Regions from separate parts of the Mus musculus genome. Here all the other regions are linked to region 5. A link is a contact called in public HiCAR-type and promoter capture Hi-C data. All regions are on one chromosome and are shown on one strand. The core of a region is the stretch at or near the end of the contact, and the rest is flanking DNA. Distances in the headings are between cores, read along the strand shown.

Region 1 (3,006 bases), core at 332-2,831, 1.4 Mb before region 5:
AACCACTTCAGGATCTAAATTCTTATTCCTCTTCATGGGCACATCTTGATCAAGTACAATTTCAGTACAATGGCTGCTTTTCGTGTCACTACCAACAAAGAATTCTTCAAGCTGTATGAAAAAGGTGGTTTCGGCTTTTGTTTTTCATGCTAAGACAACTCTCAAATCCTTTAGCCTCGACAAAACTGTATCCCAGTTATCCAGATCCGTTAACCGAGGAGTCCATTTTATAACTTCTAAAAACTCATTCAGGGCGCTGCTTAGAAGCCCCCTCCAGCGAGGCAAGCTCGTGCCGGCCTGCACAGGGCCCGGGACACCTTCGCGTCGGGCATCAGACGGAGACTCCTGCCAACTTCCCAACAGCAGTCCGACTCAGCGGATCTGGCTGTGCGTGGGTCCCGCCCGCCCGGTGCCCCACTGGGCACCGCGCCTGCGCCTGCGCCTCCGCCCCCACCCAGCACCGCCTTCATGAGCGCCCCAGAGCGCTGCACGTAGCGGGCTGACGTCAGCCCTCCGCAGGTCCCTGAGCCCCGAACGCCGAAACCCCCTGGAGCGCCGCCAAGCTTCTAAATGCAGGCTGTTGCTGGGCCGTAGCCGCCGCTCCCATTGGCTGGCTCCGGAGCCAATGGGCGGCGCCAGCGCAGCCGCCCAGCCCCCCTCCCGCTTCCGCCCCACCACTCGAGCGAGCGTCACGGAAACTTCCCTCCCGAGTAAACAGCCGCCCCGCCCCCACCGGCCCTACCTCCTTCGCGAGTGGGGGCTGTCTGTGGAGCAGGGCAGTGGCCGCCAGACCTCGCTCCTCCTGCGCGACGATTGGCCCCGGCGCCGGGCTGCGACCACCCTCCAGGCTCGGCCGGTGCTGCTGGAACTGGTGGAAGCGGCTGGGCAGCTGCCCGGCCGGGCTGGCCCGCACCTTTTTCTTCCGCCGCTTCTTGGGCGCCGCCCGCGGGGCAGCCGCCGGGGCCAAGGTGCAGCCGGACGGCGCGGTGGTGCGAGGCGCGGGCGCCAGGCACGGCCCGTCCCCCCCGAGGAAGTGCGGCAGGAAGAGGGTGGGTGGCAGCGCGCGCGGGTCCGGAAGGCGCGGCAAGGGCGGCGGGGCCGGGTTCACCATCGGGAGGGCCCCGAGGAACCCGAGCGGCGCTAAGCGGCCGCTCAGAGCGAGATCTCGCTGTGGGACGGAGACGACGGTCATGGCGCGGGGACTCGGCAGAAAGGCGGGGAGCAGGAGTCACGGGGCGGCGGCGGAGGCTGCTGCTGGAAGGTTCGGAGCAAGGACCATGACTCGGGCGAGGCGGCGCAGCAACAAATAGCGCTGGCCACCGCGGCCAGTGTTGTTACCCGAGGCCCCGCCCCGTGCCCGCCCACCTCCCTGCGGCGGCCCAATCCGCGTGCGCCTGCCAGGCCACTCCCTCGGTCCCGCCTCCGCGCCCCGAGGCAAGACACAAACAAGCAGCCTGCTGCAGCCCTTCACAAAGAGCGCACGTTGCGCAGGCGCGCCCAACGGGCTCTTACCGAGAGTGTCCCGTGAACAATGAAGTTCGACTTCTGCCTCACCTCCCTGGCAGCGATCCTTTGGGGTAGCCTGGGGGTGGGGCAGGGGAGGAGGAGGAGAGAGGCGGTGGAGGAACTAGGAAGCTTCTGACCTCCAGAAAGGACTGCTTTGTAGGTTTTCGATTTCAGCCCTACATAAAAATTTTAAGAGATTTCGGAGAACACTAAGGATTTATTTCACTAAGGATTTACAGCACTGGTGAAGATCTGCCTCCATTTAACCTACAGTGAAATTTGGCTATGTGGTTTCTCATTCGGTTTTCCGACGCTGCCAATTAACCCTGGTGGTGAAAATAAAAAAGGGTTTACTGAAGGATTCTTCAGCTCATCAGAAGTACTCTATAATGCCGAAAATGGGCCTTTAATTTTTTACTGCCTTTATAGCTAAAGATCTCTGGGAGTCTCTTGAGATCTCACATTGCCCCTGAAACTTGATGCTGCTGCCAACCAATTGGCCTTTGTCCCACCCAGAGAAAACAGCTCTGCTACAGTTGCTAGCTAACTGGGTTAACAGAATTCTCTACTCACAGTTTAATACAGAAAAGAACTGTAGACACCAGTTACCAAATAGGACCTCAGAACCAATTTCTGTAATTCATCTTGTTTGAAACATACTTCTTTAATGATTGGGGCTTTATTTATTTAGTTTCCTCTTTTTTCTTTCTTCGAGATGGCGTTACTCTTTGTGTAGCCCAGGCTGTACTCTGTACTCGATCTGTAGACCAGGCTGGCCTCGAACACAGAGATACACCAGTCTCTGCCTCCCTAGTGCTGGGATTAAAGGCCCATGTCACCATTGTCCAATAATTTTTTTTTAATCATTTTACAGTAAGGCATACAAGAGACTAAAGAATTAGACACAAATCATTAAAAAATTAACAGAAGAATCTGAACTCTGGTCTAGGTATGGCAAGGTCAAGACCTGTAACACTAGCTCCTGGAGAGGCAGAAGTAGAGGATGGGAAATTTCTAGTGTAGGGAATTTAATGAGACTCTGCCTCATAATAAAAAGAGCAGGGCATCTAGATGGATCAGTGAGTAATTAAAATGCTTGCTATATAAGCCTAGCAGCCTGAGTCCCATCCCTGTAAGCCACCTAAAAATGAAAGACAGCCAAAACCACAAAGTGGCCCTCTGACTTCCAAACACATTCTGCCGCAAACCTGCTTCCACTACACACACACACACACACACACACACACATAGACACACACACACTGTGAGGAGAACAGAAGATGGGAATGAGCTAGGAGGTTAGAGGCAGGGAATAGTTCCATTGTCTTTGGCCAGCAGTAGGGAATGTCTTTGTTCTCAGGCTAGAGATCCCAGAAGGGAGCCCTGACATCTTACTTCTTTCTACACAGCCACTCCCAGTACATTGATTCTTTGATAGTGAACAGATGATGGTGAAAGTCAGGAATATCCATTCCTGATTTCAGTTCAGACCTTTTTTTT
Region 2 (2,942 bases), core at 132-2,631, 1.4 Mb before region 5:
CGCTGAGAACTTTCCTAAGTCGGTCCAGGGTCTCACGGCCCTCCTCCCCAAACAACACAGAAACCTAGAGGCCACAAGAGATAAATTGTTTGTTGCAGAGGATTACATTACTGCCACTGGCGGGTGAGCCGAGCTGAGTTGTGACATATAACCTTGCTCACAGAATTAAATACACTATCCTAAAGAGTAAACACAAGATCGGACCTGCCCAAGACAGACATGCACGACATTTTCCTGCTTAAAGAACCGAGACGCCTGTTTAATATGAAATAAAATGTACACTTAAATATGAACCTATCTACGTAGTAAATGTTTTGTTAGCTTCTCCGTTAGTTCTGCTCTTTAGTGGTTTGGCAGCCTGGTAGTTCTAAACACTGAAATTTACTATACAAATACCAATTATTCAAATCAAAATCTTTTGTTTGTTAAGTCTCCATTTATTTCCTCCAGATAGCACACGACCCAATGAGCAAACTGCAGCTGTCTGCCACCAAAAATAACCGGTCTGGTACTCCGACTGGTCTGGCACTCCGGGCTGGATCCGGCACGCCCCGCGCTGGCCCGGAGTGGCTCACCTTGACCGGCGGCGGCGCAGCGATGCTCTCCAGCGCAGCCCGCAGGCCGAGCGCCGCAGCCACCCCGACCTCGGCGATGAGGTTGTGGCCGCAGGCGTGGCCCAGGGCTGGCAGCGCGTCGTACTCGCACAGGAAGGCCACCTGCAGCGCGCGGGGCCCCGCCGCGGACTCCGGCGGCGCCCACTCGGCACGGAAGGCGGTGGGGAGCCCGAAGTGCGGCTGCACCGCCCACGAGGCGGCCGGCGGCTCGCACTCGAAGAAGCGCGTGAGCTCGCCGTGCGCGCGGTGCTCTTCGTAGGCCAGCTCGGGCGCGCTCCAGATGGCGCGGCTCAGCGCGCCCAGGCGCTCGGCCGCCTCGTCGATGCGCTCGGCCGCTCGCCGTTTCAGCAGCTCCAGCTCGGCGGCGCTGCTCGTGCCGGGCTCGGCCGGCCGCTCCACCACCGGACCCATGGCGCGGGCGTGCTGCGGTCTCTCCTCGTCCGCCCTCTGCGAGGCTCGGCGGCGCTCGGCTGTCTTATCTGACTTCGGCAACGCTCGGCGCCGCTCGGCAGTCCTTGCCAGTCCTATGCAACGCTCGGCGGCACCTTGGCAGCGCTTGGCCGCCCTTGGCAACGCTTAGCTGTCCTTGGCAGCCCTCCGCAAGGCTAGGCGCCTCGGCAGCCCTTGGCAGTCCGCACCGCTCGGCTGTCCTAATCAGTCCTCGGCCGCCCTCGGCGGCTTCGGCGACCAGCGCCCCGCGCTCGCCCACCGTACAGCACCACCCTAACTCTAACTTAACCCCCCACCCCCCAGGTCAGGAGTTGCCCTGTAGCTCCGCCCTCAAGGCTCGGCCTGGAGCTGGGGCGCCAACTCCTAAGAAGAGGAATTGTATAGGACAAGTTTTATCCAAAATTTTGATTGACAAGCCCAAGTAACATGATTTGCACAGCTTGTGTTCATAACGGGTCTAAAGTTACCCGATGAGGAAATTCAAGAAGTCATACTCTCCTTTTCCTCCAGAGTGATACAAGTTCAAAATTGTTATTGATGATACACACCTAATAATTAGTAGTCTGAGGTTTTCTTGTATTAAAAGCTTCTGCGTGTTCTTCCTATTCTACCCTCTCTTAAATTGCCACAACTAGGTCAAATAAGATACCATATATATATATATATATATATATATATATATATATATATATATATATATGATTTTTTTAAGGAGTGCACGCCTTTAATCCCAAGCATTTGGGAGGCAGAGGCAGGTGGATCTCTGAGTTCGAGGCCAGCTTGGTCTACAAAGTGAGTTCCAGGACAGCCAGGGCTATACAGAGTAAACTCGAGGGAAGTGGAAGGAATGAAGAGAAGAAAAAGGCAGACTGTAATCAATTTTTACTAGTTTATACCCTAAAACGCCAGAGTCCAGGTCACACTCTAACGTGAAAAAAACTGTCCTTAGTTAACACCCTAACCGAATGAAACTTTTCCCTAAACACAATAAATGTGATATAAATTCATGAATGGACTCACTTTCCTTTTTTAAAACTTTTTTTAACATTTTTTTGTGTTATTTTGTTTGTTTTGTCTGAATGTATGCGTGCACACCGAGTCTGGTGCCTGAGGAGGTCAGAAGAGGGCGTCAGATCGCCTGAAACGAGTTACACATGATTGCGAGCCACCCTCTGGGTGAATGGGAACTGAACCCTGGTCCTCCAGCCCCACCGTCATTTTCTTAACTTTACTCTTGTAACTCCTTTACAGGAGTCCTCCAGCATCTATGAGACTCCAGATTATTTTGCTCAGTGAACTGGCTAAAAGCCAGAATAATGTCAAAATAATAAGATCACTCACTCTGCACCAAGTGCTTTTCTGGATGTTTTAAATGTTAATACCTATTTCTCATCCCAACCTATGAGGTTTTTAGTGTGACTATTATCTTCAAATTACAGATGGGCATCCAAGATTATACAACTCACTAAGTACTGGGCACAGATTTCCACAAAAGACAACATCTAACCACTACACTTGATTGCTTGTGACATCTGAATTCACAAATCATCTATTTATATCACAATGGACACAATCATTCATCTTCAATAAATTTTTACAGCAGAGCTCTGCCAATAGCAGTGGAAATCCTGTTTGTTCTCATTAGACAGCTACACACAGGCTTGTGTATAAACTTTAGAGACAAGCTGCTATTTAGGTTGCTTGTTACAAAGTAATACTGTTGTCATCTGATGTGGTGGAAAGATAGGTAACTCTGGGCTGGGTTCCTCCTGCGTAGTCTGCCCACCCAGACATATATGTATTCAGTTTCTACTTTTGACATCATGGATTTCTTGTGCATGGTGATTTGTATTCTTGAATCTCTTTAATAAATTGTAT
Region 3 (2,861 bases), core at 57-2,556, 1.6 Mb before region 5:
CTTTTGACAAACCTACATTTCTGGGAAAATTAATCTTTCCGACCCAGTTAACAGTCAAGCAATTAGTAACTTTTAGCATTTACTCCTTTTTTAAAAAAAAATCATATTTACCCTCTCTGTACATGTTTATATTTAGAAAAAAATTAAGAGTTGACTTTTCTCTTGCAGTGATTATAATTAAGCTTTGCCATGGGCCCATAACTCAATGCCGGATTTGTTGCTGTCTTTTACCTAAGGAAGAGCCCCCAAGGACGAGGTGATGTGGCTTCAAGAATAAAATAAAAGAGAAACATCCTTATCTCCATTGTTGGGAGGAAGAGGAGAGCCTCAGGGCAAAGTGCCTTCCGAGTCTGGCTGGCGGGCGGATGGGAACGACTACACCCCCTCGGCAGGCCTGGTCATGGGGCCGGTCGGAGCAGCGCAGGTTGCTGGATGCTAAATTTGAGGACTGAACACAAAGAATGAAAGCTTAATGGAGAAGCACATTGAAGCTCGGTTTTGCTTGCTTCTCTATTCTTCAGATTATCACCGTACTATTCAGAAAACATCGCCTTTAATGGCTTAGAAGATGCCACTTAAATCTTTTTTTTTTCCCTCCTCCTTCAGACGGCTGGGAAAAATTACTGACATTCCCACAAACACATTTGACAATGTTAAACAAGAACACTAATCTGTCTAATTGGTTAATCTTCATTCCACCTATAACCTTCTCTAATCTCCGCTGGCTCCCTCCCTTTTTTGAGGCCCTTTTATCTCGGTAAGCCGTCCGAACCAGAACCTTACTTTCTCTGTCCTCCATGATCCGAAAAGACAAACGCACCGCATCTCTTTCAGACCGACCTGTCCCATTTATGCGTTTTTATTAACATTCCAGGCGACCCCTTGGTTTTATTTCTGGGAGGTTCTGATGCACCCCGAAAAACGCTGCCTTAGCTAACCGCACCGCGGAGCTAGGGGCCACTCCCGTCCATCGCACCGAGGCCAACTGCGGGCTCGGAGAAGCGCACATCACGGCGCCGCAGTCCCAGGCCGCGCTCGCCCGCCCGCCGCTCCGGGCTGCGCCGTTCCTCCGAGCTCCCTGCGAGCTCCGCGGGAACCCCTGAAGGGCCCGCGGCGAGTCGGTCTCCCGGGCTGGGCCGAGGGGACGACGAGGGTGCCGCCCGTCTCCCCAGGGCTGCCGGGCGGGCGGGATTCGCGGGACCGCCGCTGCCGAGTGACCGACCGCCACGAAGCGCCCGCCACGTCAGGCCGACTTCACAGACCCGGCGCCGGCGGTGACGCAGCGGCGCGTCAGCCGGGACGTCAGTCCCGCAGGCCGTCCGCAGCCCGGCGCCCCGTTCGGCGACGCCCCGGCGCCCGGCCGGCCCTCAGGGAGGCGGACCCCGCGGCACGCACCTCGCCCGCGGTCGGGCTGGACTGGGCGGTGTCAGCGGAGGCCCTCGCTAGGCGCGTCCGCCGCGCGAGACCCGGGCAGCTGCGGCGCCGACGAGAGCGGCAGCGGGGACGTCCGCCATGGAGACCCGCTACAACCTGAAGAGCCCGGGTGAGCCGGGCTGGGGCGGCGGGCGGGCGGACGGGCGGGGGACCCGGGACTCAGAGCGCGGCGCCTCGGCCCGCTCGTGTCCGCCGGCCCTCGCGGCTGCTCCGGGCTCGCGCTTTACGCGAGGCCGCGGCCGGTCCGGGGGTGCAGGCCGCAGAGCGGGCGGCCGCTGCGGATCCCCCGATGCGCTGGCGCTCCTCCGCTCCTGGCCTCTTCCTCCCGGTGTCTGCGGAGCGAAGCAGGAGACAGCCGAGCCAAGGGCAGGTGCGAAGGCGACGACGGTCCGCACTACTGACCATCCCTGGCCGCATCTGCGTCCTTCGTGTCCCCTCCGCCTCTGCCGACGAACTTTTGTTAGGTGTTTGACTCACATTTGAAATATCCCATTTTTATTGTGGTTGAAATATCCAATTTCAGTATTTGGGGGAGAATTTATAGACGTAGAAAAAAAAAATATGTCCTGTAGCTAAACTAGTTGAGCTGTGCACTTGGGAATTAACCATGATTTGGGGGGGTTGATTGCTACTTTGAATTTCTTTCCTTCAGTTAATGCCCTCAGACAATCCTGGCCTCCAGTTATTTTCTGGTGCACTAAAAACAATGCCAAAAACAAAAAACAAAAAACCCATTATCAGTTGTCATATCTTTTAAGGCAGACGTAGCACAAATTACTGGAGCCTAAAAAATGTACTTTGATAATTTGTCAGGGGGAAAAAACTCCTCCCTGTTAGCTCTGAATAATAAGCCTCAGGGTATTGATGATCATTGAACTAGAACTCTCGTCACCGTTTGTTTTCTTTCCCACACTGCTTCTTAGTTTGGACTTAAGTCTGATATCTTTATGGGAAAGAGTTGGTATTGTGAATCTTTTTAAAAATATATATATATTTTAAATTTTTAGAATATATAAAGGAAAAGCCAGAGAATATTGGCTGAACAGAATGTTGTTAGCTTGAATGCTGATAAGTAAGTGGCCTTAGGGACCAGATGTAGAATTAGTCATTTCTACGGTGTTTGTTTAAAATTTGACCACGCCTGTGTAAGAATTATATGGCTGAATTTTAATGGGACATGTCTCTGTCTTCAGCCCATCACTTAAAACCTGAAGAGTTAAAAAAGGTCAGAGAAAGTAGAAATGCCTGGATTTTACCATTTTGATGCCAGAATGATTAAATTAGTTGGAATTTTGTTGTTGTTGTTTTGAGACAGTTTCTCTGTGTAGCTCTGGCTGTCCTGAAATTCACTCTGTAGACCAAGCTGGCCGAGATCCTCCTGCCCCTGCCTTCCCAGAACTGACATTAAAGGTGTTTGCCACCTAGCT
Region 4 (3,119 bases), core at 320-2,819, 2.0 Mb before region 5:
AACATCTTAAAAGTTTGTAAAGTACTAGAATAACTTTTTGAACCAAATTTTCCTTGATACAAAGTATTAAAATACAATTGCCTTTCTAAAGTGAAATCATAGGTATGCAGCTGTAGTCATTAAGTAAACTAAGATAAACGCTATACAATAAAGAGAAACGTCAATGGTGCAAGTGTACGAGTGTACACTCCTGAATCCCCTGTTTCATCGAGCATCAAAAACCATCAATCTTAGTTCTTTTCTCTTCTTTTCTGTTTTTTTGAGATAGGGTTTCTCTGTGTAACCCCGGCTGTCCTGGAACTCACTCTGTAGACCAGACTGGTCTTGAACTCAGAAATCTGCCTGCCTCTGCCTTCCAAGTGCTGGGATTAAAGGCATACACCACTGGCCGGCTAGTCCTTTTCTTGTACTTTATTCTGTATCCATATCCTCTGCATCTGATTGGATCCCTGGATTTTATTTCATTTTTGGTGTGACACTTTCCACAATATACCAATCTGCTGCTGCTCTGGGGGTTGAATGCCTTTCTGGGTGTTCATTGTTAGTGCCTCCACAGCTGGAAGAAGCTTCCTTTCTCTGCACTTAGAGTAAACTTTTATCCAAGTTCTTTGGGTGGGTTTCAGAGATTGAAATCAGTTTGCCAGACTTAGGGGAAAGCATCTTTTAACTGCTGAGTCATCTAGTCAGTTCTCACCACCAAAAAGCAAAGCAGCCAGGTGTTAAAGTCACGCCTTCAATCCCAGCCCTGGGGAGGCAGAGGCAGGCGGATCTCTGAGGTCAGAGGCCTGCCCTGTCTACAGAGCAAGTTCCAGGACAGCCAGGGTTACAAAGAAATCCTATCTCAAAAAAACAAAACAAAACAAAAACTGGTGTGTGTGTTGTGTGCCACATGTATGTATGTATGTATGCCACAGAGGCCAGAAGAGGGCGTTTTATCTCATAGAGATGGAGTTACAAATGGTTGTAAGCTGCACTATGCTGGTAATGGGCTTCTTTATTGTCAATCCCTCTCAATATATTTTGTTTGACATCATTATAGGTTTAACTTGTTCGTGACCTTCATCTTAACAATTCTAACTTTGTGCACTCCGCAGCCTTTCTGGAATCATTATTACTACGGGGAGTATGCGCGAAGTGTGTGAAGGCCCACACGTGCCATGGTGTAAAATAGAGGTCACAAATCAAACTCTGGGCATCAGGCTTGCATTACAAGAGCTTTTAGCCGACTAAGGCATCTCACTAACTCCTACTCTTTTTTTAATTAAGCAATTATTTCCAGGATTTGTAAGAATACTTCAGGGCCATTTTTCTCAAAAGGTCACTCTTTTTATGGGCAACAATCTTGGACAGCGAATCCGCTTATCTTTCACACAGGACCTGTGTTGATACAGAGTAAGTCACTGTGCGCTTAGGTCGCACGCGCCGGCAGCTCCTCGTTTGGCGACGCGAATTTCACTCTCAGAAGGATCAGTCAACCGGCTAACCTCAAAAGCTACTTCCGCTTCCCTTCCTACTAGCAGTGGCGCGGCAGTGACGCATTTCCGCCCACGGGGGCGTGGCAGTAGTCGCGCCGCCGCGGGTTGATGACGCAACGTGAATTCCTTCACCACGTGTGTGTCTGCTTGCCGGCTTTCGGGGGTCTTCTTGCCGTCGTGGGTTTTCGGCCGTCACCCCGCGGCCCCGTGGCCGCGGCCGGAGACTATGGAGCACCTCTCTGTGGAGCTGGTATCCGGGCCGCTGCGGCTAATCGCCGCCAAGAACGAGAAGAGCAGCGGCGAGCTGAACAGGTTCCTGGCCAAGTCGGTGAGCGTGGGCGAAGGGAGGCGGGCCCGGGTCGCGGAGCGCCGAGTCCCGGGAAAGGGCCTTTGTTTTTCGGGGTCAGCTTCCATTTCCTCGCCCCCTGCCCGGCGCTCAGGCCCTGGTGGAGTTCATGCCCTTCAGGAATCGGCGCGGTTGGTTTTTCTGCGAGGCTGCTTCTGTCCGCCTCCCCACCCCCCAGACACGTGCTTTTCCTTCCCTTTCCCCACCCCTCGGATGCTTTTAAGGATGCTTTTCTTTACTTTGACCCTTTGGCCCACTGACGAACATCCATAGTATTTTTTCTGGGCGTCTCAATACACCACTGAGGAGACGCAAAAATCTTGTCTCTACACCCGGGGAGTTCGCGTCTTCTTCGGTGACCGTTCATAACAAACAGCTGAAGGTTTTAACAAGACAGTTAAATTGGGAGATGAAAGACTTTTTAAATTTTATTTTTTTTATTTTTATTTTTTTTACCAAATGAGTCATGTGTTTTCAAGAGCTTTGCCGTATTGGCTTTTGCCTGAGTTGAGCATCCTTACTAGACAAGTTTTCACTTTGCGTTTTAATTTCTTTCTAAGTTTCCTTACCTGCTCTGTCTGTAAGCTTGAGTCAAGAGAGACGTGATTTTAATTTTGTAAAACTCTCAGCCAAGAGTGCATAAAGTACATACACACTCCATTGTTTTAGCAGTCAACAGCAGTGTAGCCCATCCAGTGGTTCGCAACCTGTGGGTCGCCTAAGACCAGCATATTTACATTACGATTCATAACAGTAGCAAAATTACAGTTATGAGTTAGCAACGAAAATAATTTTATGATTTGGGGTTACCACAAAATGAGGAACTGTATTGAAGGATTGTAGCATTAGGAAGGTTGAAAGTCACTGTTGTAGATGAATGAACCTGAGCCATTTGCAGCATTGTAGAATTCGCCAGAGAAAATTCTGAGAGTTTTTCCCGAGGTGTTGAACCTACTTTCTGTCACTGAATTACACCCTTAGCCAAAAGGCATCTTGTTTGTTTTTTCCTTTTGAGATAACATCTCTATTATGTAGCTCTGTATGTCTCCGAGTTCACTGTGTAGACCAGGTTGGCCTCTACATAGACTGCTAGGATTCAAGGCAGGTGTCAAGACCAGCTTGGCTCAAAAGGCTTTTCTGATACTAAATTGAATGTGAAAAACCAAACCTAGTGGGATACATCTCCTGGATGTCTGTCCTGTGTGGCTCCCTTATCAAAATTGCTGTAGGTGGACTCAGCATGAATAGGCACTCTAGAGAGAAAATGGTTTTTTTGTTTGTTTTGGTTTTGGTTTTAA
Region 5 (3,101 bases), core at 382-2,881:
TGCAAACCGATAAAGGCACATCGAGAGAACATGCCTCCAAAAAATTAATTAAACCACAGTGTTTGTTCTCTTTGAAATGTAGTCTTTGGGGGTACTGCTTGTCATTGACCATTTTAATCAAAATTAAATGTCTGGTGCACCGTTACCTTTCATCACTAACACACTTCTCAAATGTCTTAACCCTCAGCCAGAACCGTACCATGTGTAAAGTGTCTCCATTTCTGTTGAACTGTGACAATTTCTTTAAGCGGCAGTTGCGTTTCTTGGACTAAAATGACTTGCCTTTATATCCTTGTCTTCCCTGCTCCATCTCCCCTCAGGAATGCCCAGTTAGAAAAAGTGTATATCTATCACCTAAACTTCACAAACTGAGGAGTCATTCGCTGCTTACCTCCAGCAACAACCTAGTGGGCTGTGCGCCAAAACCAGAGAGCATTTCAATGTCCTCCAGCGGGTTCACCCCGTAAAAACACTGAAGGGGTCTCACTCTGCCCCGTGGGCCAGAGTTCCCTTCACTGGCTCTGCTGTGTTGCTGCCTGCCTGCCTGCTTGCCTGCCTGCCTGATTCTGATGTTAACATCACCCCTAACAGACCTGTTATAAAAGAAGACAGCCCACTTCAGTGTTCCCCTGTAGCCCCAATTACGAAACCTTTCAGAAGTCTGTTATTTCAGCTTCCTTCAGGAGTGTCCTTCTGTTCTTAGAACAGGAGTCAAGTCTTACTTTACAAGGCATAGCAGCACAGACCAATAGACCTTTCTTTTCCATCTGCTGCCCTGTTTGATATTCTTGAAATATGGTTGCTAATGGTAAACTTAATTTTAAGTTATCTTAATTCCAGATGTAGCCACAGGCTCCTAGGGGGCAATACAAGCCTAGGATTTCTCCTCTTACAAACTACAATTTGACTAGCACTCCTTTGCCATCGAGTAGTCCACAACCCCTCAAAACACTCATCTGAATTACATTTTTATTCTGGTTTTTCCTAATGCTCCTCTCTCCACTCACGGGTTAAACTGCTCTTTTTACTTAATACGCTCTTTTATTTCTACATTCTAAGGCAAAGACCATCTTATTCTGCTCTCCCAAACTAATGCTTTATATTTTGCCAAGATTCTTATTTTTCAGACCTTAGCCAAACTGTCACTTTCTCCAAGAATTTCCTCGGTCTCCCAGAAACCTTGGTTCGTCCCTCCTCTCTTAGAACTTTTCTCCTTGCTAATGAGCCAATTCAAGATCAGCTGCTTATGAGTATTTCTGGGAACAGAAATCTATTTTTGCCTCCATCTGCATCTCGGTAACTTAAAGCACAGTGTGAATTTATGGAGGGGGAAGAGTGGGGGAAGCGGCAGGACGCAGCACATTCTGGGGGCAGCCGCTCTCCTAGCCTTGGCGCCATGGCCTAGTTGCCCAGAGCAAAGCTTGCCTCGAACCCGGACCTGGGCAAAGCCGCCCGAGTCCTGTTCTCCGCGGAGCCAGAGCTGATGCCCATCAAACCTCGTCGGACTTGCCAAACAGGCACCGCGAATCTGAGGCGAGCGCCACCCCCACGTACCTTAGACACGGAGGAGGTGGCCATAGTCCGCGGCCCCGTGTGCATGCGCACTCCACACTTCCGCGCGCCCTGGCGGAAGCAGAGGCGACTTCCGGCGCGGAGGCGGGGCGTGCGGGAAAGGGAGGCATGGCGTGTGGCTTTCGTAGGTCGATCGCCTGTCAGGTACAGTCCAGAGCGGCGAGCCAGCGGGAGCCAGGGCCGGAGGGTGCAGCCTAGGCCGACCCTGCCTCCTCCTTGCGCTGCGGAGTGGGAAGATCCTCGAGAGCCCTGAGTGCTCACTGTCTTCTCATTTCCCGTTCTTAATGCTTTAACCTGGGCGGACTGTCCAGAGGCCATGATTAGACCCTGTAGAAATTAATGTTCCTCCTTCGTTTATGCCCTTTATTTGCTCTCATGAATAACCTGGTAGGATATATCTCGAATAAGAAATTTTGTAGCTTACTAAACCTGTAGGCGATGCTCTCCCGAGGAAAAGCTCTAAATCCGGACTTGGAGACCATTGGATAAAATAGATGATTTAAAAGGCATGCTAAGGGCTGCGGAGATGGCTCCGCGGGTGAAGTGCCTGCTATACAAGCATCTGTGCCTGCGTTTGAATTTCCAGAACCTAGGTTGAAAAACCTGCATAGCTAAGGAAGTCTGAAACCACACTTCTGAGAGGTGGAAACAGAAACCGGTGGCTCCAGCCTCTGGTTCGGTGAGAGTCTGCCTCAAATAAGGTGGAGAAAGACACTTGACCTGTACTCCTCGCGTGTTTAGCGCAGCCTATCCTGCCTGGAGTTTGCTAGTGCTAGCACAGACTTAGGCCCGCTGTGGCTGGGTTGTTTTAGACAATTCTGAAAGATGGTGCATATACTTCTTAGGTAGTTCTGTGGGAATTAAGCTCCAGCCTACAGAGATGACTTTAATGTGTTATCTGTGTGTCTGTGTTTGTATGTTCCTTCATGAGGACAGGCCACAGGTTGCCTGTGTTTCCTCCAGTCACTGTCCACCTTTCCCCCCTCTCCCCTAAGGCAGATTTTCTCCCCGAACCTGGAGTTTACCCGTTTAGCTAGGTTGGTTAGCCAGGGAGCTGCAGGTGTAATGGCAATTCTGCTGTTAGCTGAGTTCATTGCATGGTACAAGCAAAAAACAACTGACTGTCTGGGAAAGACAAAATGCAAGAGAGAAAGAAGACAGAGGCAGAGTGAAACTGTTTTTATTAAGGCAGGCCTATCCTCCGGAATGAGGGACGGGAAATCCAGAGTTGGGGAGCCTGTGGCTGGATGAGGGTGGGGAAGGGTGCCGGTGTCTCAGGTTTTCTCCATTGGCTGTGCACGCCCCATTGGCTCACCAAAGAGATGATCGCAGGCTTTTATGCACAGCTTGCTCAATTAAGGAAGCGGCCATGCTTTAAAGACCCTTCTCTATCTTTACTCGTCCTTTCTAGCTGTTAACCACGACTCTCTGCTGACCTTTATCCCAAGAAGGCAAGGTCTGTCCTTAGACCTTGCAGGTGTTAATGCTCTTAAGCTCTTGGCAGGCTCTGTAAGCCATTAGTTAAGTTA
Region 6 (3,168 bases), core at 25-2,524, 1.6 Mb before region 5:
TCCTTTGCCCACGGGTTTCTGGGTGTGTTGGACCAATGGCAGTCATTCCCAGGAGACCACACAGAGATAGGAAGAAGGAAAGCAGCCAGGGCCCTCTTCTGTTATCTGCTTGGCCAGAGGGTGGGGAGGGTGGGGGCGGGGATGTGGGGTGGTGTGGGGGTGCTGCTACCTGGCTGCTCTACAGAACTGGCTCCCTTCACTTCCTCCCACTAAATTTGGAGGTGGTGTGAGCTTCCCACCTGATAATCTTTGACTGTACTCCCTAAATTCTGCTGCTTATATATCTGCAAAACTGTTTCTTCGCTCAAAAGCCTTTTTCAGTTCACATCTTTGTATGTGGCATAGGAACGACCTTGACCATGCAGACAAGAGTTCTACTGCCTCTCCTTGGAGAAGCTTTCCTGTTGAAAGCAGCCACCCAGTTAGAAGAAATCCAGGACATGCGTCACGGATTAGTAACCCTATTCCTACCCAGATTTTTCCGAGGACCCCTAGGAAGCCCTGTCCCGGGCCGCAAGTGTCCAGGCTGAGCTGCCTTTCTCCCCACCTGCTGAGCTGCTGGCACCTGCAGGATCCGGATCACCTTGCTGGCCCGCTGTTTAACTGAAGGAAGTTTATGCACGTGACTTTCTCCTCTCTCTCTCTCTCTCTCTCTCTCTCTCTCTCTCTCTCTCTCTCTCTCTCTCCCTCTCTCTCTCTCCCTCTCTCTCTCCCTCTCCCCCTCCCTCCCTCCCTCCTCTTCTCTCCCTCACCCCCCACCCCAGAAAAGGGTGCTCACACTGTGCTGAGCAGCTGGCGAAGGAGGAGAGCACCTCCTCATCCCACATCGCTTCTATTCCAATCTGAGAGCTGCCCCTCACCTCCCACAAAAGCCCTAAAACACGTGGGACTACACCAATGAGACAATAGCAGTTGGGGCATAAGAAGCCCCGAGGGCGTTATACACTTTAGGTTTTCCCGAAGGTTGCAAAGGAATCATTTAGTATAGCATGTTTATATATAAATCACGAGACATGTGACTTCTCCGGAAACATGTCTACGTAGACCACAGTTTGGAGTATTCTTGCTGGGAAATCCTTTGAACTAAAAGGCACTTTAGGAGGCAGCTGCTATGGAAACTACCCCACCACTGTGCACTTCTCCCAGCTCCCGCAGGCTGGAGTGGCGGTGGGGGTGGGGCCTGAGTACCGCACAGTTGAGGGGCAGCCTAGTGGGGGTGGGGTAGACTGGGGTGGGGTGGAGGTGGGTGGGGTGGAGGTGGGTAGGGTGTGGGTAGAAAGCCTGAAGACCGCAGCACAAGCCAGGGGCACTGCAGAAAGCAGGCGGCAGGGTCCGGGTGGTCCCCGGGCCACGCTTGCAGAGAAAGCGAGCAGAAGTCCCCGAGGGCGGTGGCCAGTGCGCTCTGGACACCCGAATTCTCTCTAGGGGGAGAACGTGTGTGGCCGAGCAAGCGGTGGCTGCGGCCGGCGAGCGCGCGCCCGGTGGTGCTGCGTGTGTGTGTGTGTGTGTGTGTGTGTGTGTGTGTGTGTGTGTGTGTGTGACAAGCGTCAGGTGACTCGGGTCACGCAGTCACTCCCTCGCGCTCCCGGGGAGAACTGCCGCGCTCCGGCTGGCTTCTCGGGCAGCAGCGGCAGGGAGGGGGCTGGGCTCCACTGCCACCCCCTTGCTCACCAGGCGCGGCCCCAGGGCGCTGCGGGCCACTCGGCCCACGCGGGACCTTGGAGGCAAGCGTGGGCGTGATGAGCCAAGTGCTGGGCAAGCCGCAGCCGCAGGGTGAGGACGGCGGCGAGGACGAGGAGGAGGATGAGCTGGTGGGGCTGGCGGGCTACGAGGATGGGCCCGAGTCCTCGGACGCCGAGCTGGACAGCGGGCCGGAGGAGGGAGGTGAGCCAACCGGCCGAGCGCTCGCGGTCCCCGCCCTGGGAGCGATGTGTGTGTGTGTGTTGGGGGTGGGGGGGATGCGGGACGCGCGGGTCCGGGGCGCTGCGGTGGGGGAGGGGAGCGGCCGGGCTGCAGACGGCGGCGGGGAGCAGGGTCGGATGTCGAGCTAAAAGAAGCAGCTGGCGGCAGCGTGCCGGCTGGGTCGCCCACAGCTGCGCGTGTCATTCTTCCCCGCCGTGGCCGCGGGAGGGTCTGCGGCGTGGGACCGGGGCGCTGGGGCGGGGCCCGCGCTGCAGGTGGTATCCGCGTCTCCCGGGAGACCGCGGGGTTCTAGGTCCCCAGACACCCTGAATGCATCTCGTGTCGCACCCGGGGGTGGGCGCCTGGCGAGCAATCCTTGGCCGCTGAAGCCAACTGTTTGTTGTTGCCGAAGGAGCTGAAGTTAGCCTTTCGGATTGGGGGCTGCTTGCATTTCATTCCCGGGACACAACAAAGAAGTTGAGTTTAGGATTCCAGAATGTTTTTCTTTAATTTAAAAAAATTTTTTTTCCCCACAAAAGCGGAAGGTCACTTTAAAAGGTCAGTTGAACGGGGCTGTTAACGTTCTCCGAGTTGTAAATATCCCAGAGAAAGGATTAATCTCTTTAGTGTCTCACACTAAAGAAACCGAGGAATGAAAGTACCCGTGACAGGAGTTTTAAGAACTTTTATTGAGAATCTATCGAACGGAACTTAAAATTCTCTCTACAAAGCCTTTCTCGGAAGACAGTTTTGATTTTGCGTCTGGCAGGTACTTCAGTGAATCAGAAAGGGAATACAGTTAACTAAGACTTAAGTCTGGCAGATGAAAAACAGCTTTTCAAGTCGCCTCATTTCCTGGCTTTTCTCCAGAGAGGACTAGTGCTGGCTCCCCGTTATTTAAACTTGTGTGTGCACCTCTGCGCTCCACTCATCCGCACTTCCCTTAATTAGTCCCACGGTCGATCGTTCAGCCACTTTTTTTTTTTCCCAAAAAAATTAAATTGCTCAGGTACTTTACTATTATATAGCATTTGGTAGATCCGCCCAGGGAAAGGCTGAGTGGGATTGTATTGGCAAGGCATTTGCAAAGATAGGTGCACAGTAGCTCCCTATTGTGGTAGTTTAAAGAGAGAAAGAAGATCCTATTCTAGAGGGGAAAGCCAGTTATTTGATACTGTCCTGGGGGCCAGAGAGTTTGCAAGGAAGGGGCAGAACCTATTTTCTGTAGTCTTTTTATTGGAGGGCCTGGGGGCTCTTTTGAAATTT
Region 7 (3,213 bases), core at 423-2,922, 1.8 Mb before region 5:
ACCATCTGTAATGGGATCCGATGCCCTCTTCTGGTGTGTCTGAAGATGACTACAGTGTACTCATATATATAAAATAAACACATTTTAAAAAATAAAATTAAAATAAAAGTCACTAAAAGAAGTGAGAAATGAAGTGACTAAGGTAATGTCTTTTTGTCCCGATCTTACCCTGCTTTGTGTTGGCTCAGGCACATATTTAGTCCCTTAAACCCCTTGAATCGTCACATCCATTATGGCAACACATTTGGGACTTTCCATGGCCTCAGATACATAATCAAAATATCTTCTGGTTGTGTAGTCAAAACAAATACTACCATATTCCTGACTTACACCTGACAATGATGGCATTGCGTCTTTTGTCTTTAAAAAGACTGTACGCTGAGCTTTGGCGCTGAGAGTTATTTGAGGCAAGAACCTACTCTCAGTCAATTAAGTAACACTGCATTGACCTTCAAAGCTTTCCTACTCAAAGTATAAATCTTTGAGACAGGGAGTATATATCTATATGACAACATTGCCTGTGGCTAACATGAGTGTAGAGAAAAGAATGTACAAAATACCTGTTCTCGGTGCCCAATTTAGACCCAGCACTAATTATGAATCTTATAAATATCCCCAGGTGATGTGGAAATTAGCTCAGTGCCTTTCCAAGGGTCATAGAAAATATCCTAACAAGAAACTACTGGATCTGCCAGAACAACAACATAAAAAGCAAAATTTATAGCTTGATACCTGGCCGAGATAAAACAAGACTGATCGAATTATTTAGACAATAAAAGACCCTGCATTCAAAAAGATTACTACAATGACCTGAGAAAGTCATGAATTATTTAATAAATGATCTTGAATTTTTAGTCTAGTGGCTGGAAAAGAACTTAGATCCATAGTGTGTCATAAATGAAAATAACTTACGTGGAGTAAATATAAAACTGATCATAATAATACACTTTTACAACAGCTGTGAGTAGAAGACAATATTGTAAAGTCTCAAAAGAAACAAATATGTTAGCCGGGCATGGTGGCGCACGCCTTTAATCCCAGCACTTGGGAGGCAGAGGCAGGCGGATTTCTGAGTTTGAGGTCAGCCTGGTCTACAGAGCGAGTTCCAGGACAGCCAGGGCTACACAGAGAAACCCTGTCTCGAAAAACCAAAAAAAGAAACAAATATGTTAATGTAGAGTTAAAGCTCTCTATATAAAGAAATTATCCAAGGGCCATTGAAATGGCTCAGACATTAAAGGTGCTTTGCCCCAAACCTGATGATACAGGTTTGATCCCCAACGTCCCATGTTAGAGAAAAATTGAAAAACCAAAACAAAACACGAGAAGCAGATTCAATAACCTGACTTCTGGGTATGTGATGTGGGGGACAAAAACAAAAAAGCGAGAGGGCACACGAGTAGGGAAAGCGCACGGAGTCGCAACGATCGAGGCGACCTGCGTGCTGTAGGATAAAGTGTAGAGAAAAAGAGAAGCTTCCAGGATGCAAACGGAATTTGCCAGCATAATGGCGGTCTTCTCAGTTATACACAGCAAGGGTGCTCAAAAGGCACACATTTTCTCCCCTCCCGTAAAAGCGACCGAGCTCCTGGGTTCTCCGCGGAAAACCCAGGACTCGCGCATCCGTCTCCTCCTTCCGCTTCCGTGACCAGGGTGCCCGAGGGCCACTTCCGCTCCTGAGCCGCAGCAGCTTCCGTGGGCAACATGGCGGCATCCCGCTTGCCTCCCGCAGCCCTGACGCTGAAGCAGGTACTGCTGATCTCTCAGCCCCGCGGAGGTGTCCTGTGTGGTCGCGCTCCCCCTGCGACCTGGCTCGCCGCGGCCACCGCGGGCCTCGGCCGACAGCCTCAGCCTCCCGAGGGCGGAGCTGCTAGGCGTGCCCCGCCCTCGCAAGCCGCCCGCCCGCCGGTCCGCAAGGATTCTCTCTTGTTCTGTTTGCTAGCGAGGACCAAAGGGCTATTTCTGCTTGCTGAGTGGAGCCGGCTGGTTTGTGGTAACTTGTCTTTCTCCTTCCCTTGAGCAGTTCATGAGAAGGCAGCAAGTTCTCCTCCTCTACAGAAAGATTTTGCGAGCGATTAGGCAAGTTCCAAGTGATTCTGACCGAAAATACCTTCAGGATTGGGCCAGGGAAGAATTTAAAAGAAACAAAAGTGCCACAGAAGAGGTGAGAGCAAGACCACGCTGGGGCCACGGCTCCTTTGTCCCATTGTATCACTGAGCTTGTGAAGTTTAGCGAACACCTTGGAATATGCCACAGAGAATTTGCTCACTGCCCACTGGGTATTTTACATTTGTTTTGCAGCACATCTGGCTTTGTATTGTGTAGCCTAGCGTCCAGCTTTCCACTTCACACTACTGTTTTTTTTTGGGGGGGGGGGGTGGATGGGGGGAGTGCCTTTTGGTGACAGGATTGAATGTAGTGCCTTGGGCATTGGTAAGCCCACAGCTACAACCTGTAACAGCCACTGTTGGTTCTTGACTGTACCAGATACAATAATAGAACTTTGCCGTGGTTAAGCTGGTAAAACAATGACTAGATTGTCCTTTCCTCCACAGGATACAATCCGAATGATGATAACCCAAGGCAATATGCAGCTAAAGGAACTAGAAAGGACGCTTGCCTTAGCCAACTCGTAACTGGAAGATTTTTCATGTGTTTTGCACAGGCTCCGAGCCACTGTCATAGAGCACCCAAAAAGGTGATAATCACTCTGATCAAGAATATAAGTGAAGCGTGTTAATATTTCCACTACAGTCCGTGGCTGTAATAATTAAACGTGAACTAATGTCAAGATGAGAGGTTGGAATCCTCAATTGCTCAGAGGGAAGGTGAAATGGCAGCCCCTTTGAAAAACAGACGACTAGTTAGCAATTCTTAGAAAGGCAATGAGGACAGGGCTGGTAAAGATAGCTCCTCATGAAGACTCTTGCTGCCAAGGACAGAAGTTTGGTCCCTGTGACACTCATATCGTGGAAAAAAAAAAAAAACCACTCCAGAAAGTTGCCCTCCGACCTCCACACAGGCACTGTGGCACACAAACCAAAATGAGTGTATGTTGTGATGTGATCACAAGCTGTTACAAAGTCAGATGCAGGACTGGCAGTGTACTGCCCTAGAAAAGTGATTCTCTTGCTGTGGGTCATGACCCCTTTGGGGCCAAACAACTCTTTCACGGGGGTCTAGTATTAGGTATTTATGATTCATAACAGCAA

Evidence for each region. Promoter capture Hi-C pulls out the DNA fragments that hold promoters and counts their contacts. HiCAR-type assays count read pairs that join an accessible place to other places.
Region 1: a HiCAR-type map of astrocytes shows a contact between it and region 5, with 4 times the contacts expected there. The contact joins the promoter of Pnrc1 here to the promoter of Orc3 in region 5. A contact is called at or near these places in 2 of 39 promoter capture datasets (the C10 cell line and liver), 1 of 484 Hi-C or Micro-C datasets (B cells), 2 of 115 datasets of contacts at active chromatin or transcription factors (astrocytes and neural tube) and 2 of 9 other capture datasets (adipose tissue and liver).
Region 2: a HiCAR-type map of astrocytes shows a contact between it and region 5, with 4 times the contacts expected there. The contact joins the promoter of Pm20d2 here to the promoter of Orc3 in region 5. A contact is called at or near these places in 4 of 39 promoter capture datasets (cranial neural crest, hippocampal neurons and liver) and 4 of 115 datasets of contacts at active chromatin or transcription factors (astrocytes, embryonic forebrain, large pre-B cells and 1 more).
Region 3: a promoter capture Hi-C map of liver shows a contact between it and region 5, with 5 times the contacts expected there. The contact joins the promoter of Ube2j1 here to the promoter of Orc3 in region 5. A contact is called at or near these places in 4 of 39 promoter capture datasets (the 3T3-L1 cell line, hippocampal neurons and liver), 3 of 115 datasets of contacts at active chromatin or transcription factors (astrocytes, embryonic forebrain and forebrain) and 2 of 9 other capture datasets (adipose tissue and liver).
Region 4: a promoter capture Hi-C map of liver shows a contact between it and region 5, with 7 times the contacts expected there. The contact joins the promoter of Mdn1 here to the promoter of Orc3 in region 5. A contact is called at or near these places in 6 of 39 promoter capture datasets (the 3T3-L1 cell line, 3T3-L1-derived adipocytes, cranial neural crest and 2 more) and 2 of 9 other capture datasets (adipose tissue and liver).
Region 6: a promoter capture Hi-C map of liver shows a contact between it and region 5, with 2.4 times the contacts expected there. The contact joins the promoter of Rragd here to the promoter of Orc3 in region 5. A contact is called at or near these places in 2 of 39 promoter capture datasets (hippocampal neurons and liver).
Region 7: a promoter capture Hi-C map of liver shows a contact between it and region 5, with 6 times the contacts expected there. The contact joins the promoter of Lyrm2 here to the promoter of Orc3 in region 5. A contact is called at or near these places in 4 of 39 promoter capture datasets (the 3T3-L1 cell line, cranial neural crest, hippocampal neurons and 1 more) and 1 of 9 other capture datasets (adipose tissue).

Annotation. Positions count from the first base shown.
Region 1 is chr4:33,247,206-33,250,211 of GRCm38.p6, forward strand. Pnrc1 (proline-rich nuclear receptor coactivator 1) reads right to left here and starts at 1,582. Exons shown (of 2, transcript NM_001033225.2): 1 at 743-1,582. The coding sequence starts at 1,192.
Region 2 is chr4:33,188,356-33,191,297 of GRCm38.p6, forward strand. Pm20d2 (peptidase M20 domain containing 2) reads right to left here and starts at 1,382. Exons shown (of 7, transcript NM_001034867.2): 1 at 576-1,382. The coding sequence starts at 1,025.
Region 3 is chr4:33,030,074-33,032,934 of GRCm38.p6, forward strand. It overlaps Ube2j1 (ubiquitin-conjugating enzyme E2J 1), which reads left to right and starts at 1,307. Exons shown (of 8, transcript NM_019586.4): 1 at 1,307-1,543. The coding sequence starts at 1,513. It overlaps 4933421O10Rik (RIKEN cDNA 4933421O10 gene), which reads right to left and starts at 1,250. Exons shown (of 2, transcript NR_036602.1): 1 at 784-1,250; 2 at 1-448.
Region 4 is chr4:32,655,550-32,658,668 of GRCm38.p6, forward strand. Mdn1 (midasin AAA ATPase 1) reads left to right here and starts at 1,570. Exons shown (of 102, transcript NM_001081392.1): 1 at 1,570-1,803. The coding sequence starts at 1,702.
Region 5 is chr4:34,613,311-34,616,411 of GRCm38.p6, forward strand. Orc3 (origin recognition complex, subunit 3) reads right to left here and starts at 1,632. Exons shown (of 20, transcript NM_015824.4): 1 at 1,555-1,632. The coding sequence starts at 1,599. Rars2 (arginyl-tRNA synthetase 2, mitochondrial) reads left to right here and starts at 1,647. Exons shown (of 20, transcript NM_181406.4): 1 at 1,647-1,716. The coding sequence starts at 1,681.
Region 6 is chr4:32,981,724-32,984,891 of GRCm38.p6, forward strand. It overlaps Rragd (Ras-related GTP binding D), which reads left to right and starts at 1,275. Exons shown (of 7, transcript NM_027491.2): 1 at 1,275-1,884. The coding sequence starts at 1,740.
Region 7 is chr4:32,798,587-32,801,799 of GRCm38.p6, forward strand. It overlaps Lyrm2 (LYR motif containing 2), which reads left to right and starts at 1,673. Exons shown (of 3, transcript NM_175364.4): 1 at 1,673-1,749; 2 at 2,024-2,164; 3 at 2,557-3,213. The coding sequence starts at 1,705. The coding sequence ends at 2,637.